Regions from separate parts of the Zea mays genome. Here regions 2 and 3 are each linked to region 1. Evidence: chromatin contacts called from public Hi-C data. All regions are on one chromosome and are shown on one strand. The core of a region is the stretch at or near the end of the contact, and the rest is flanking DNA. Distances in the headings are between cores, read along the strand shown. Region 1 has its middle 71 kb from the start of LOC100280226. Region 2 holds the start of LOC103638155 (probable receptor-like protein kinase At2g21480). Region 3 holds the start of LOC100280226.

Region 1 (4,918 bases), core at 1,629-4,128:
CGTCCAGCCTCTTGCCACGGAGGGTACACACTACTCTCGCCACCGCTCCACGCCCATTCCGTGTTATCTTATTCTGGCCTTAGTCTGCCTGAGACAAAGCTTACCCATGACGAGGCATGTGACCAGTTAAAGGGTCCTCGATCATCAAGCCTACATACGCATCCAATCCTTAATCAACCTGGGTAGAACATCACCTGTTCCTAGCCCAAGTCCCGATTTAAGTACTTTGATCCTTAGGATTGTTTGTTTTCCTTAGGACGAAAAGAGCATTATAGGGAACTTTGCAGTAAGATTCCACCACGCTCCCAATGAAAATATTCTTGCATGTAGAAGCTATCTTTCCTCAGGATAACCCCTGAGCTAGGCCTTATTGCGAAAGACAACTTCTACCCACAAGATCTAAGCAGAGCTAAGCATTTTTGTAAATCATATTTTGATACTTCACCAGAAGTATCTATAAAGGTATGGATATCAAGGTAGGCAATGCATCAAAAGGTTCCAAGCAACTCCTATAAACCTAATGCAAATTTCACTAGACTTAAAGTGTGCAGAAATTATTTAAAAACACAAGGAAGGGGTTTCATGCACCGGGGCTTGCCTGGAATAAACACTACGTTAGTGTTTGTTAGACGACGATCACTTGACGACCATCCTTTGTCCAGATACTTGCTTCGTCTGTCCATCTCCAGTTCCGTTCATCAGCACCATCTTGTGGTCGACTCAGTTCTGGTTCTCCGCATCGCGTGGTTAATTCACGTACCTGAATGAGATGCATTATGCACATGAATGCATATAAACATAAATATCGCAAACCTAGATAGTGCTCGCGATAGCGAATTAAACACCTAGCGGTGAGACGTTGAACAATTTCATAAGGAGACACTAATAATCTACAATTAAGCGCAATAATTACGCTTCTCGAATCTAACGCAAACATCACCAACCACAAACTATACACATGAAATACAATTAGCTTAATCACAACTTATCAATTAATTAATTAAATTCTAAACTTATCCCTCATTTTATAAATGACACTACATCATTCACAAAGAACTATTTTAATTTTATTTTACTCCTCACATATTTTACATGTCCACAATTAATCAAACATTTCTTTATCACACATGCCTACTAATATTCTACTCGGTATATTAATTTAGCTAATTGACCGGAATAGCGAAATAACTCGCTATAACTGAACCTGGCTCGATAATCGCAAGAACTGCGAAGTCGACGAGAGTTTCGTGACTTACGCAATTTATCGAGCACCTTAATAAGCATCACACTAGCACATTAATTTATTCATTGATCGAACTATTCTGGATAATTTATCAGCTTACCATTTCCACAGCTGACACGAATCCGCGAGATCGGTAGCGATTTTCTGATCCAGGCAATTTGTCGAGCGCTTGGGGAATATCGCGCTGCTAGCTTCGTCTTCACCCGATTCTTGGGATTTCTTGCTGACGCGCGGAACGACGATGACTTTCAGCTGAAGTCGGGAGCGAGCTGGTGAGGTGGGGTTTGAGCAGAGGATGACGTGTTTGACGACTTGACGGCAAACGACGCAACGACGAGCTGGGCAGGATTCGAGCTAATAGGTACATTATAGGATAGCGACCATCATGATGAACGAACTAAGTCGCGACGAGGTCGACCGACGAGGGAAAATAAGGAACACGACAGTCAGTCGGCGAACTGAAGATTGGGAGCGACAGTCGATGAAGAGCTTATCTCCAGAGAGCCGCGCGAAGGAAGCTGAAAATTACTCTGACAGTGGTTCAGCGACAACTGATGACCGGTAGAGGAACGCGGCTGCGTGCAGAGGAGCAGGGAGAAGACTGTTGGTTTCCTATTTAGCGAGCAGGTGGTACACGGGGTTGACGATTTGAACATGCGGAAACACGGACCATCCGGGAATCACGGCGAGACGGTAACATCACTGCGACGCGCCAGCGCTAAAGGCTGAGCAGGGAACTCAAGTTCGACGGCGAGCAAGGAGACATGTCAAAACCCTGGACGCGACGGCGATTTCACACCGAGGCGACCAACTTCGGATCCGAAGCAGGCCGAACGCGACAGCAAGCGCGGCACAATCCGAGCAGGGTAGGAAGGAGAGAGATCCGCGCGACGATGAGACTCCACATCTCTGAGAAAAACAAGGAGCAGGGACTGGGCGCGGCATGCTGGAGAAATACCGCGCGCACAGAGCAGAGAATCGCTCGGCTGGGCGCACTGGAGCAGCAGGGCGATTGCCGCGGCATGGAATAGCAAGAAGAAGCGACCGGCGCTGAGGGACACGATAGCAGGGAGGAGCAGGAAGGTTGGGCGACCGAGCGCCGTCTCCCGTGGCGAGCACCGACGAGCAGAGAAGACGCGCGACACCAGAGAGCGAGCAGGAGAGAGAGAGCACCATGGGAGCTGAGGGAGAAAGAAGCTGGGCTTGGGCGCCATGGGTATTCGCGGCTGGGGGCGGATCCGAGCTAGACGACGGCAGAGGAGAGAGGTGGGGCGAGGGCGGCTGGAAGACGGCGCGCGCAGAGGAGCTGGGGGAGCAGAGCTCCGGTCGAGCGCGCCATGGCTGGAGAGGGCGCGGTCAGCACTAGCTCCATGGCGGGGTGAGCACCAAACTGGGCCCAGGGACGCGCGCGCACGGCACCAGGGACTCACGACCGGCAAGGTGAGGGAGGGAGCCTTGCGAGCGGCGGTAGAGAGGAAGCACAGGCTGGGCACGAGCAGGCACAAGACGCGCGGCCAGGAAGGAGGAGCCGGGGCAGAGGGTGCTCGGCGAGGGACGCTGGGGAGGAGCAGAGGACCACGCCGCTGCAGGGAAGGAGAAAATGATTGGGGATAAGTAGCCTGCGTGCGCAGAGAGATAAGGATCAGAGAGAGGGGCGGTGGGATTTTCTCCCAACGACAAATGTTGTTCCCTTCCCACCCGCGCGGATGAGAACGAAGGCAGGAAAAATCCTAGACTGAAGGAAGCGGCGCAAGGATAAGAATATTTTTTTAAAAAAAACCAAAAATATCTCGTTTCTTAGGATTAAAGTTCAAAAAGATTAAATAAGAGGTCCCAAAACACATTTCGACCACGCATTTCACTTTTCCTAGTTACGAAATAGAGAATCTAATTCCATAGTTACGAGACTCGATTTTTATCGATTGACGAGTGGGGACATAATTATTCGTACCGAGAATCTTAGTCGACGAGTTCTATTTAATTGGTCCGGGATAAAATCGTCCAAGTGGTTCGGGCTTCCGAAGTCGTACTCACGCGAGCGATGAATTTTAAAAAAAATCATCGGACGCACCAATTTTCAGAACAAATATGTTACGAACAGCACGAAAATTTAGGAAGAGCCCGGATAGATGAAAATAAAAACGACTCGCACTCGCGACAGATGGAACAAATGCGATATTGAAATCGCGATAAACGAAGATGTTTAAAATTTAACATCCGTTTTATCCACTGATTACGTGCTTAATTCCATACTCGTTGTCGAGCAGAATATAAACACCAGGGGTGTTACAGCAGCCACTGGATGTCAACCAGGAAACACTGCGCGAAGCTCGAACTCAAAAGAGAAAGGCTACAAGTCCAACGCCTCACGAAGAGGAGCTGGACCAGGAAATAAGGGACCTCGAAGCTATCCATCAACAAGTCGAAAGGAAGAGAGAGAAAATGCTTCGTCTCTCCGATCTGCAGAAGAAGATCGATGAGGCTGCTGAAGAAATACGTCATCTCACTCAAGATGACTAGGACCGAAGACCTCCACAAAGAGAGCTTCGTCAGAATAATTCCTACAATGACGATGATTGGTATGACATTTTCCATCATGGGAATTTTGCTTTTGATGATGCTTCTCCTCTGTCTGCAGAACTGCAGGCTACCCCATGGCTTTCATCATACAAGCCACCTTAGCTCCCCATGTATGATTGGCACTCAGATCCAAAGCAGTTTCTGATGAGCTACGAAGCAACCATATCTTCATATGGGGGCAATACCGCAGTCATGGCGAAGTCCTTCGTCATGGCAGTCCGAAGTGTGGCCCAGACATGGTACTCTTCTCTCCGGCTAGGGACTATCACGTCATGGCAAAAACTTAAAGACATGCTGGTTACCAGTTTTCAAGGGTTTCAGACGAAGCCAGTCATAGCTCAGGCCTTGTTCCAGTGCATACAAGACCATGAGGAGTAACTTCAGGCTTATGTCCGAAGGTTCTTGCGTCTGAGAGCACAAGCGCCCATAGTGCCCAATGAAATCGTCATTGAGGCCATGATCAAAGGTCTTCGGCCAGGACCTATGGCTCAATACTTCGCCAAGAACCCCCCCAGACTCTGGAGATGCTGCTTCAGAAAATGGATGAGTACATCTGGGCTGACAATGACTTCTACCAAAGAAGGGAGGAAGCTTATAGATTTTCTGAGATGACTAGGGGCTTCGGAGGAAGAATCCACCCTAGGCATGTTAGATCAATCCACAACTCCAGTCAGAACGATGACAAAGGAGGCCAGTTTTAGAGGCCACATCACAGCTCACAGTCTTCGGGACAGCAACAAAGCTCCTTCAGGCCACCAGCTCCAAGGGGCAGAGGCGGCAGGGGCTTCAGAGGAAGATATGGGGATCAGCCCAGAAAAATCTATTGCTTATTCTGTGGTGAAGACAAGGGCCACACGACAAGAACGTGTCAGGTTACCATTCAGCAACAAAAGGAGATTGCCGAAGCAGAAGCCCGGCAGAATCAGCCGAAGCAAGTTTTACATACTGCTTCGTGCCACTCTCCCTACGTACCATAATATGTGGTCAATCAACCTACAGCTTCTGTTGCTTCGGCAAGCCATTCACAAGCTTCCTAGCCTCAGCTCCCACCGCTGCCACCATTGCAACCTACTTATACCCGAAGCCAGTAGCCAG
Region 2 (4,918 bases), core at 1,598-4,097, 85 kb after region 1:
GAGCTCAGTCAGATTGCCATGCCACGTACAGTGTGCAGTGTGTGTAGAGTTTTGACGTACGACCGGCGATCGACCTCACCTCCCCTGCATGTCGGCGAGCTGCTGGAAGAGCTCCCCGGCGGCGGCGGTGGACGCGTCGGGCACGGCACCGCCCGCGGGTACGACAGCGCCGCCGCCGCCCGCCGCCGCGGCGCCGTCCTGGTCGTCCCCGTCGCCGCCCTGCCGCGCGCCCTCGGGCGGGTTGGCGTCCTGCAGCTGCAGCGCGTACTCGAGGTTCCACAGCACGTCGCCCATGGAGATGCGGTCGCTGCCGAACTCGGCGAGGCACTTCTCGGCGGTCTCGGCGAACTTGGCGAGCGACTCCGGGTTGACGGTGCCGGCGAGCTTGGGGTCCATGATCTTCTCGATGAGGCCCTTGCGCTTCCACTGCATGCCCCACTCCGCCAGGCTGACCTGCTCCCGGGGCAGCTGCGGGTCGATGGGGGGCCGCGCGCACAGCGCCTCCAGCAGCACCACGCCGAAGGAGTACACGTCGGACTTGTCCGTCAGCTGCTGGCACCGGAAGTACTCCGGGTCCAGGTACCCGAAGCTGCCCTTCACGGCGGTGCTCACGTGCAGCTGGTTCATCCCGGGCCCGTCCTTGGACAGCCCGAAGTCCGACACCTTGGCCACGAAGTTGTCGTCCAGCAGGATGTTGGTGGTCTTCACGTCGCGGTGGATGATCCCCTGCGCCGTGCCCGTGTGCAGGTAGTGCAGCCCCCGGGCAGCGCCGATGCAGATCTCCAGCCGCTGCTTCCACGGCAGCGGCGCCTTCCCCTCGCTGCCGTAGATGTGGTCCCGGAACACGCCGTTGTGCATGTACTCGTACACCAGGATCATCTCCTGGTTCTCGTCGCAGTAGCCGATCAGGGACACCAGGTGCCGGTGCCGCAGCTTGGACAGCATCTGGATCTCCGTGTTGAACTCGTTGATGCCCTGCTCCGACTCCGCGCTCCCGCGCTTCACCGCCACCTTGGTGCCGTCGTCGATCTCCCCGACGTACACGTTGCCGAACCCGCCCACGCCGATGATGGCCTTCTCGTCGAAGTTCTGGGTGGCCGCCTGGATCTCCGCGAACGAGAAGAAGCGGCCCAGACCCATGGTGGAGGAGAAGGTGTTGCCGCTCTTGGACCCGTACCGGCTGCCCTTGCCGGTGAAGGACTGGCCCGTGTGGATGGGGAGCAGCCACGACGAGAAGCTCTCCCGCCGCTCCCAGTCCTGCGGCCGCTTGTACCACTTCACCACCATGGCGCCCAGCCCCGCGAACGCGCCGAACATCATGGCGAACCCGACGGCCGCCACCGCCTTGCGCCCACCGCTCCCGTCGTCGGCCTTCTGCCCGTCCACGCCAAACTCGCCGTCCAGGCTGCCCACGGAGTTGCTCATCTTCAGCACCTCCATGCCGTTGAGCAGCGCGTCGATCCGCCCCGTGTCCTGCCCCATGGGCCCGACCTGGACGCTCAGCTTGCCGTCCTCCAGCAACGACGAGTTCACCACGAAGTCCTTGTAGTAGGGCGCCGCCAGCTCGCCGCCGGCCACCGTCGACAGGTCCAGCCCGGACACGGCCTTGCGCCCGCCGATGTACACGTCGAAGTAGAGGTCGTTGGTGGCCTTGCTCACGATGTCGGCGAAGAAGAGGCGGACCAGGTAGCTGAAGGACGGGTCCACGTCCACCTTCCACGTCAGGTTGAAGTTGGGGCTCCCCACGTCGGCGTCCGCCATCCTGGCAGCGCTGGCGTACACCAGCGCCGGCGCCACCAGCCGGGACGTCCCTTCGGGGAACCTGATGGTGCTGGTGGGCACCGACACGTCCTTCACCGCCTCCTTGGACTGCACGTACGCGGCGTCGGTCTCCCACCGCCGGCCCAGCGTGTCCTTGGCCGGGCCGATGGCGGGACCGCCGACGTTGATCCGGTACAGGACCTGGTACGCGTCGTGCACCAGGCCGGTGATCTCGCCCAGCGGCGCGACGGCCAGCGCCGAGTCGGTGACGAGCTCGTCGGGCGCGTTCACCACCTCGATGGCGTTGACGAAGGCGGCGGAGCCACTGAGCGGCTGGAACTTGAGCGCCAGGTGGTTCTCGGTGGCGTTCACCAGGTACTCGTTCATGACGGGCTTGTCCCCCGGGGTGAAGCTGTGGAGCAGGACGTTGTCGTCGGTGACGACGCTAAAGGTCACCGACGCGAGGTCCACGTCGCCGCCCTTGAGCGGGAAGAAGTAGAGGCGGATGAAGTGCCAGCCCGGGACGGTGAGCGGGAAGCTGTAGACGGCCTCCTCCTTAAACACCCGCGCGGTGGCGTACAGCGGCGAGGGCACGTCGGCCTTGTCGTCGGCGGCGACGCGGATGGCGTCGGTGGCGGAGAGCAGGTGGTTGGCCTGCGCGTCCGTCTTGTACGACTTGCCGTCGGCGGTGAGGGGCGCCGTCCCGCCGCAGTCGATCAGGAAGCTGTCTTTAGGCGTGAAGCTGGACGGCGTGGGCGGCGTCTGCGCGCCGCTGTCGGTCACGGGCCGGCCTTGCCCGGACACGGTTGCCGCCGCCGCCGCCAGCAGTAGTAGCAGCAGCGCCAGCGGGAGCGTCCCGCGGCGCGTCATGGCTGGTCCAGCGCTTGCTTCTACCTAGGTAGCTAGCTAGCGAGCTAGTCTAGCGTGTCTGCTCGTCACCACCGACCACCGGCCCGCACCGGAGGGCGGCAGGCCTCGTTGTGACTGGGGTTGGGTGGGTTGTTTTGTTGACGGTGGCGGGGCCCTCTCACCCTCTCCCTGGTTGGTGGGCCCAATCGGAGGAGAGGGAGGAGGGAAGCGGTGAAATGGCGGGTTATGTGGTGGCTACCGGCTTGCCAAGTTTAAGCAGCCGCCCGCTATGTTTGGGATGGTGGCCAGAGCCCAGCGCCGAGGCGTGCGCTCCACAACCCGCCAGGTGCATGCTGCCTATTCTTGGAGACGCGTCGGCGTCGCTTTGCTTTGCTTTGCTTCCCTTTCCTTGGGGGGACCCAACCCAAATGTGTTAGCACCAGACGTGGTCACGTGGGTGAGAAGTGGAAGACGCTGCTGCAAGACTGCAAGAGCAAGGGCAGCAGATCCTCCCAGAGTCCCACTGAGCGCCGCTGGAGAACCTGAATGCTCCACGGAAACAAGTCATTAGGAAGTTCTTCTTCATTTGATAGACGAGAAAAATGCTGCATTCATGGACCATGACAATACTTTACAACTAATGGTGGACGGAAGTAGATCAAAGCAGAGTACAAAAACAATACAAAAAATATATATATATATATGGCTTGTACACGATCGACCAAGATCAGTTAGTTCATCGCCATGCGTGTTACTGCCAACTTCCACTTCTTCAGCATCCAACCATGAACCACCGCCTGCTCGTCTTGCTGCGCTCCGCCTTCCTCTTCTCCTTCTGGCACGCGCATTTTGTTTCTTGCAGTTTCTTCACCTTTTTTTTTCCAAACCAAACGAAACAAGGTCAGATTTTTCAACGTTTTGTCGCCTCTGTATTCGTTTACCAGTGCGCAGAAATCGGTCAGAGTGTCTTTGTCGTCGTCGGGGAGCGGACTGCGGAGCTCACCTTGGTGGGCGCGTTAGGCTTGCTGCTGGTGCTGCGGTGGAGCTGGCGCGCGCCCCGCTGCAGGATCTCCACGGCGCTCCAGCTCCCGCCGGCCGCCGCCGCCGCGGGCTTGCTCTTGCTCTCGTTGCCGCCGCCGCCGCCGCCGAACGCCGCAGCAGGGGCCGGGTCCACCACCGCCACCGGCGCGAGGTCGGACCACGTGGCGGGGTCCTCGACCTGCGGCACCGACGAGGAGGTCCCCAGCACCAGCTGGTGGGCGGCGTGGCCGGCGGCCTTGCCGCCGACGTCCAGGTCCAGCTCGCTGCTGAGCTGCCTGATGCGGGACTCCAGCAGGTTGAGGCGGTCCATGAGGTCGCTCCGCACCTGCACGTGTTGCAGCGCCGACGGCAGGGACTTGGTGTGCTGGTGCTGCGGCGCCGGCGCGCGGCGGGCCGGGGCCGGGGCCGGGTCGGCGTGCGACGGGCGGCGCTGCTGCTGCTCCTCCAGCTGCCGCAGCTGCACCAAAATACGTGCGCATGGAGTCATCAGTCGCTTCGCATCAATGTGCCCGCGTCATCGGCGTGCATGGACCATTCATGGATGTATGTATACAGTACAACTACACGTCGGGATCGCACGTACCCGGAGGTCGATCTGGTCGAGGCGGCCGAGCAGCTGGCTCTCTGCCGGCGGCGGGGGCGGGGGCTGCGGGGGAAGGCCGTACCCGTAGCCGCTGATGAGGACACGGCGCTCGGAGCCCACCAGCACGTCCGCCATGACGGACGGACGGCTCGCAGTCGCACGCGATCGATCGAGTTGGTTTATGTGACGGTGACGATGACGCCGCCAACTGCAGCTGCAAGGACGACGCGCGTGCCACCGTCAGTTATAAAGGCACGGTGGTGAGGACTGAGGAGCACGCAGGCCGGGTCGTCGGTCAAAGATGATCGGGGCAGGGCGGCGATGGAGGAGCATGCAGTGGCATGGCGTCGTGGCGACGACGAGGTGTAGCGGAGCCCGGCATGGTCGGAGCTGAGAGATCGGGTCTTAGACTCGGCCGAGTCAAAGAACGTGGGAATATTTCCTTCCCGGGTGTGCTACACTGCTACGTCTCTGGATCGATTTGTAGGTGAAGCCCAGGAATCGGCGAATCGGTATAAGATGCGCGTTAGTGGCTAAGACAGACGGCCCATCTTAAAGAATATGGCCCATATAGACCTATCATAACAGGCCGGTCGTGTGTCCCTTCTAACTTTGCTGATTCTATAGGAGAAAACCGAGTGCTGGGCACCCAAGGAACACTGCAATTTGCAACAAAGAACCCCG
Region 3 (4,918 bases), core at 1,107-3,606, 71 kb before region 1:
AACTCCAATGCTTGGCCCAGAAGAATTTGTAGTGCTTATTGGAACATTACCATTCATGTCCCTGGCATATCCAAGGTTAGAACATGGACCTCCGGACATGGAGGCCCAGGGATGAGTTCCATTCATTGTCTTGTATAGTCACGTAAAAGAGGCAAGGCACATTACTGGAATTGCTGATAAAAAAGACCTTAACGTACTTTAGCCAGAACCTGGAAAACAAGAGTAAAAAAATGTGTGCATATTCAGGCGATCAAATTCACTGTCAGCGAATCAAGTAGCATATTGAATTCATATCAGCAAAAGGTGGGCCTAACCAGATCAGGTTTCCTAACTGGTAAACGAGGCAAGTAACAGAGGATTAAAAGAACAAAACAGGATTGAGCTGCAAGTGGTAAATAAAGTAGCCCGGGGAAACTTGAAGCAACTAAAATCCAGGTATTTAGTTGTCCATTAGAGTATAAGAAGCTACTATGTAAGAACCACCAGATGGAACGTGCCTCTATTCAAATACTACTAAGTAGCAAAATTGTCCCACAAAGATGTGTGATCCTTAGCCTTCCCCGAGAGGCCAAGACTACAAATTTCCAATGTACAATCAGTGTGCCATAAAACTTACTAGACCTAATGTCTGCATACTCGTGTGACTGCACAGGCCATGAACTAAGCTCAAACCGCCACAGTCTTGGCTGGCTAGGCATCAATTCTCCCCAAATTAAGGGCATTTACAACTCCATTTAATATAGAATCCCTTGAGGGGTCTTTGAGGGTTGACTGAAAAAATATTGGCTCTTCGCGAAGAGTTCATCTCTACATGACTCACTATATATATTCTATTACCTACATTTATGATATAGGGGCTCATGTTTGTATCATGCAGTCTTTTAACTGTTTCTACTTTGAAAATCGATCCGGCTCAGGGTTGTGCATGCCCTAAGCAGCAGGGTGGGCACCGCTACAACAGCCCAAAGAATATACAGAACTGCGTGTTTCTTCGCTTCTCTGCCCATACATCAATCACAGGCAGACAGTGAAGTAATTCTATCTCAAATCTTATCTTTGGAGGAAAACACAGACAATCTCTATGGACTTGTTTGGATGAACATGTATCTCCATGTGCGTTGGGGTGGATTGCCGTGGAATTTAAAATAAAATTCACACGAACCCTCTCCAGTCTCCATCACAGACCTCAATCCAGGCGGGAAAGGATATAACGGAGTGCACACGGAGACAAGTAACCCCAGAAGTAAAGAACGTAATCACAAAGAGAACAATTGAAACAATAAGAGTAGGGGAAAGACAATCACTCCAACAACTAGGGGGAGTTTTGAATGCACTAGAGCTAATAGTTATTTGGCTAAAAAGTTGTTAATGAAATTAGCTAGCCAAATATTGGCTAATTTGCTAAAAGTAGCTAATAGCTAAAAACTACTAGCTAGACTATTTAGATCTCTTCAGCTAATTATTAGCTCTAGCGCATTTAAAAACTCACTAAAAAACCATGAAGTACCTTTTGCTGGGTTGGCTTTCCACCAGCCATACATATCTTCGGCGACCCAACCCAACCCAAGGGAACAAGATAAACATACATGGCTAGTTTGGGAGCCAAAAAAATCGGAAGGACTAAAATCGCCTCTTATTCAATTTTGATTAAGGAGATTTTGGTCTCTCCAATCCACTCTACTCTGGTTTTCTGGCTCCCAAACTAGCCCTACATGTATGTTTGAACATTATGTAAACTAGTCCGTAAGAAACGGCACAAAGCAAACGGTAATGGCGCTGCTGGAGGAAGCAAAGATGTAGATTGCTACCGCCTTCCCGGCCAAGTTAACCGCTACGAGAAGGAGCGAGAAAGAGAAAAAAAGGAAAACTTTTTTTTGGACTTTCTCGGTAGAGCTTGGGAAAGGTAGAAGAGTTCTAGATTTGACAGGCACAAACCCTCAGAACAAAACTTCGCTCCCCTCAGACGGATTGAATTGAACACTTAGCAAAAACTCGATGCAAGCCAAATCGAAACGGCTAAGCGCGACCAAACCGCGACAGCACAAGGACCAGAATTCCGGCCTCGAAACCCATAATTCGGGCGCGGTGCATTGCGGGAACCGGCGCCCATCCGCCCCAGACGGCGGTATCCGGTGGGTATCCCACCACGAATCCTCTCCCGCCGGCGAGCGCACGAACTCCCCCCTCGCAACCAGTCCGGCAATCAACCGCGTGCGGAAAATCAAAGCGAAGAGGGGCGCAAAAAAGATCTCACCCCGCTTCCGCTGCCGCTTCCCTTCGTGCTGCTTCCCCTTCCGCTGCTAGATTATTTCCACTCCCCTCTGTTCTTCTCCTCTCCTCTTCTTGCGCCTGTCAGTCTGTGTGTGTTGGTGTGGCAGCCGTTGCCGGCGCTCCGGCCACCGCGCTAAATAGCTTCGCGGCGCCCGAGGCGAGGGTGACCGGCCGCAGCCGGTGGGGCGGCCCGCCTTTGACCGCTCGTCACCGGTCGCTGCGGCCCCACGGCGACGATCCCGGCCGTCGGATCGGGGCAGCAGCGCGCGGGGGAGGCGGATATTTACACGCGTTGGCCGGTGATTGGGTGGCGGTGGGGACCGGCAGAGGGAGCGGTCGGTCCGTGGCTACGTGCACCCAGCGGGTGTACACGTTAGCTTTGGATGGGCCCACGCGGGGGAGAGGGCGCGGTGGGGCCGTGCCAGATGCGCTGGGTCGGTGGGTGCTGCTTCCTCATGATATCGACCATAAGGCTATGAGTCCATCAGCCCATGCATAGACATTAGGCATTTAGGCAAATGTCTCGTAAGGGATATTATTATTATAATACATGTACGTTGTGATGGTATATAATTATATTTCATAATATTAATTGAGAAGGACGAGATCGTACCCGTAATACAATCAATGGTAAAGCGAAGTAAATCAGTCATATGGATCATCTCCAAAAAATATCGATAATAAATAAATTTAATATCAAAGTGAGCATGTTGTCTATAGATCATATATTAAATTGCTAATAATAAATATTACACTTTATTTTAGACAAAAGACTGAGAAAGATATGAGTAAAAAAGAACTCAATCCCTATTTTTATAGAGCTCTCTGTAGCTCGTCCTCCTTCAGCTAACAGAGTGTTACTATATGTGCACGACTTCCTGTCGTATTGGACTTGGTGGCTTCTCACGGTCTATATATAGTGTAACAGCCTTGATGACCTATAACTCAAGATATTGACTCTATATAAACACAAGGTATGACTGCGGGTTTCAAATACCCACAACATATTCCACTGAACTTATGCCCTTTTATTTTCTCGTAGACACACGCATTAAACACAATTCATGGACAGATTGAACCATAAAGATGTCTGACTACTGCACAATAATCTGATAGAGAAGAAAACATGCATCAACAATTATCAAACAGAGGCCATGAAAGGATTCATGATGCAGCATGCATGAGCCATGCATGAGTTGAGCGGTGTCCAGTATTGTCTTGCATCATGCACGAGAGTGGTTAATTTAGATCTAGCTACAAGAAACATATGAGCTAATGAACCAAATGCCTCGAACAGTAGCTGTCGGTACCCTGAATCAAGGGTACCCTCTTCTACAGTATGAAGGCGCTGCACCCGTTCGACATCTCCAGATCACACGGAGAGCGGCACCCGACCCCACCACATGGGCAGGCCTAAGGGCACCACGTGGCGAGGAAGGATAATACATCCCAGGAAGCACCGTTGGGTCCGGACCTCCGCAGAGGGACACCGGACCCCTGTGAGTACGAGCCTGGAGCTCCCGAGGAGACATGTCGGGTCCCCCCGAGTGAGGTCCGGGCCTTAGCAGGGTCCCGAGACGGAGAGGATCCCGACACAAGCAAGGGTTCGGTGCCGACACGTGTCCAGGCCTTGCCCTACGCTCCCCGCTCAGGCGGAAACCCGCCGCGGTCGCGTGGCTTGTGGCCCGTGACATAAGCCAACGGGCCGAGTCTGACGTAAGGCCCATACGGCTGTGCAGTCTTTGCATTTATTGCGGAGAGGACGCGTCACCTGCCACCACGCTGACGGACGACGCGCCCTCTCAGCATTTAATGCGTCCTGTCCAATTCACCGGCAAACGACGTCAAGGTCACCCAGCAGACGACGCGCCTGACCAGTCTGTTGGCAAACAGTGCGCCCGTGCCGAGCGGCGCACAATACCCATCGTCCCTTCTACAAGAAGCTTCCCCTGCACGCCGAGGATACGAAGATCTCGGGCGACAGGGCACAAGAAGATTGCCCCAGCAGCAAACATTGGTGGCTCCAAGCGCTATATTCTTTATGTCCCTGGGCCCACATGTCGGGGCCCAGTACCTTTGTGCATGCCCCCTTCAACTATAAAAGGGGAGGCATGCGACGTTACACACAAGCTCAATCTTTTAGACCCAACCTTAGTCTCACAAGTTCATACAATCTCTCTAGCAATACATCACACAGTGGAGTAGGGTGTTACGCTCCGGCGGCCCGAACCACTCTAAACCCTTGTGCGTTCTTGTGTTCTTCCCACTTTTCCAACTAACAAGCAAAACGCTTAGGCCCCCTCCTCATCTTAGGATTTAGGGCGGGTGCACTCCGCCACCCGGCCGAAGATTTGCTCTTCGACATTTGGCGCGCCAGGTAGGGGGCTAGGCATTAGGTTTTTGCTTGTTTCCTTGTCCAAGCATGATGGTGCAGATCATTGAGCACTGTGCCGAGACTTCGGTGGATTTTGCGGTGCAGGGAGAAGCTACTTCCTCCACACCGCAGGTTCCCAATCGCCCAGTGCCAGGCACTACTGCTATGCACGCCGCACGACAGCACACAGCTGCGTAAGCATCCCGGACTCCGTCGAGGGCATCTCCAGGGGCGTTGTCAGCATCCAGAGAGTTGTTGCGACACCCTCCAAGC

The links. A called contact is a pair of places that touch in the nucleus more often than the background predicts.
Region 2: a contact with region 1 is called in a Hi-C map of leaf, with 6 times the contacts expected there. The contact joins the promoter of LOC103638155 here to the enhancer-like site in region 1. A contact is called at or near these places in 7 of 25 Hi-C or Micro-C datasets (bundle sheath, ear, endosperm and 2 more).
Region 3: a contact with region 1 is called in a Hi-C map of leaf, with 4 times the contacts expected there. The contact joins the promoter of LOC100280226 here to the enhancer-like site in region 1. A contact is called at or near these places in 3 of 25 Hi-C or Micro-C datasets (bundle sheath, leaf and tassel).

The regions. Positions count from the first base shown.
Region 1 is chr9:27,155,276-27,160,193 of Zm-B73-REFERENCE-NAM-5.0, reverse strand. It overlaps the pseudogene LOC118473434. Among protein-coding and RNA genes, the nearest start is that of LOC100280226, 71 kb to the left of the region's middle. Within about 2 kb of position 2,878, at least 8 of the 20 cell types and tissues checked have an H3K27ac peak or open chromatin away from gene starts, as enhancers often do. A contact at or near this core is called in ear and leaf, where this site is marked.
Region 2 is chr9:27,070,072-27,074,989 of Zm-B73-REFERENCE-NAM-5.0, reverse strand. It overlaps LOC103638155 (probable receptor-like protein kinase At2g21480), which reads right to left and starts at 2,847. Exons shown (of 1, transcript NM_001407493.1): 1 at 1-2,847. The coding sequence starts at 2,631. The coding sequence ends at 76. It overlaps LOC100278437, which reads right to left and starts at 4,455. Exons shown (of 3, transcript NM_001152034.3): 1 at 4,235-4,455; 2 at 3,614-4,108; 3 at 3,196-3,481. The coding sequence starts at 4,369. The coding sequence ends at 3,383.
Region 3 is chr9:27,225,941-27,230,858 of Zm-B73-REFERENCE-NAM-5.0, reverse strand. It overlaps LOC100280226, which reads right to left and starts at 2,356. Exons shown (of 10, transcript NM_001153156.1): 1 at 2,255-2,356; 2 at 1-209. The coding sequence starts at 126.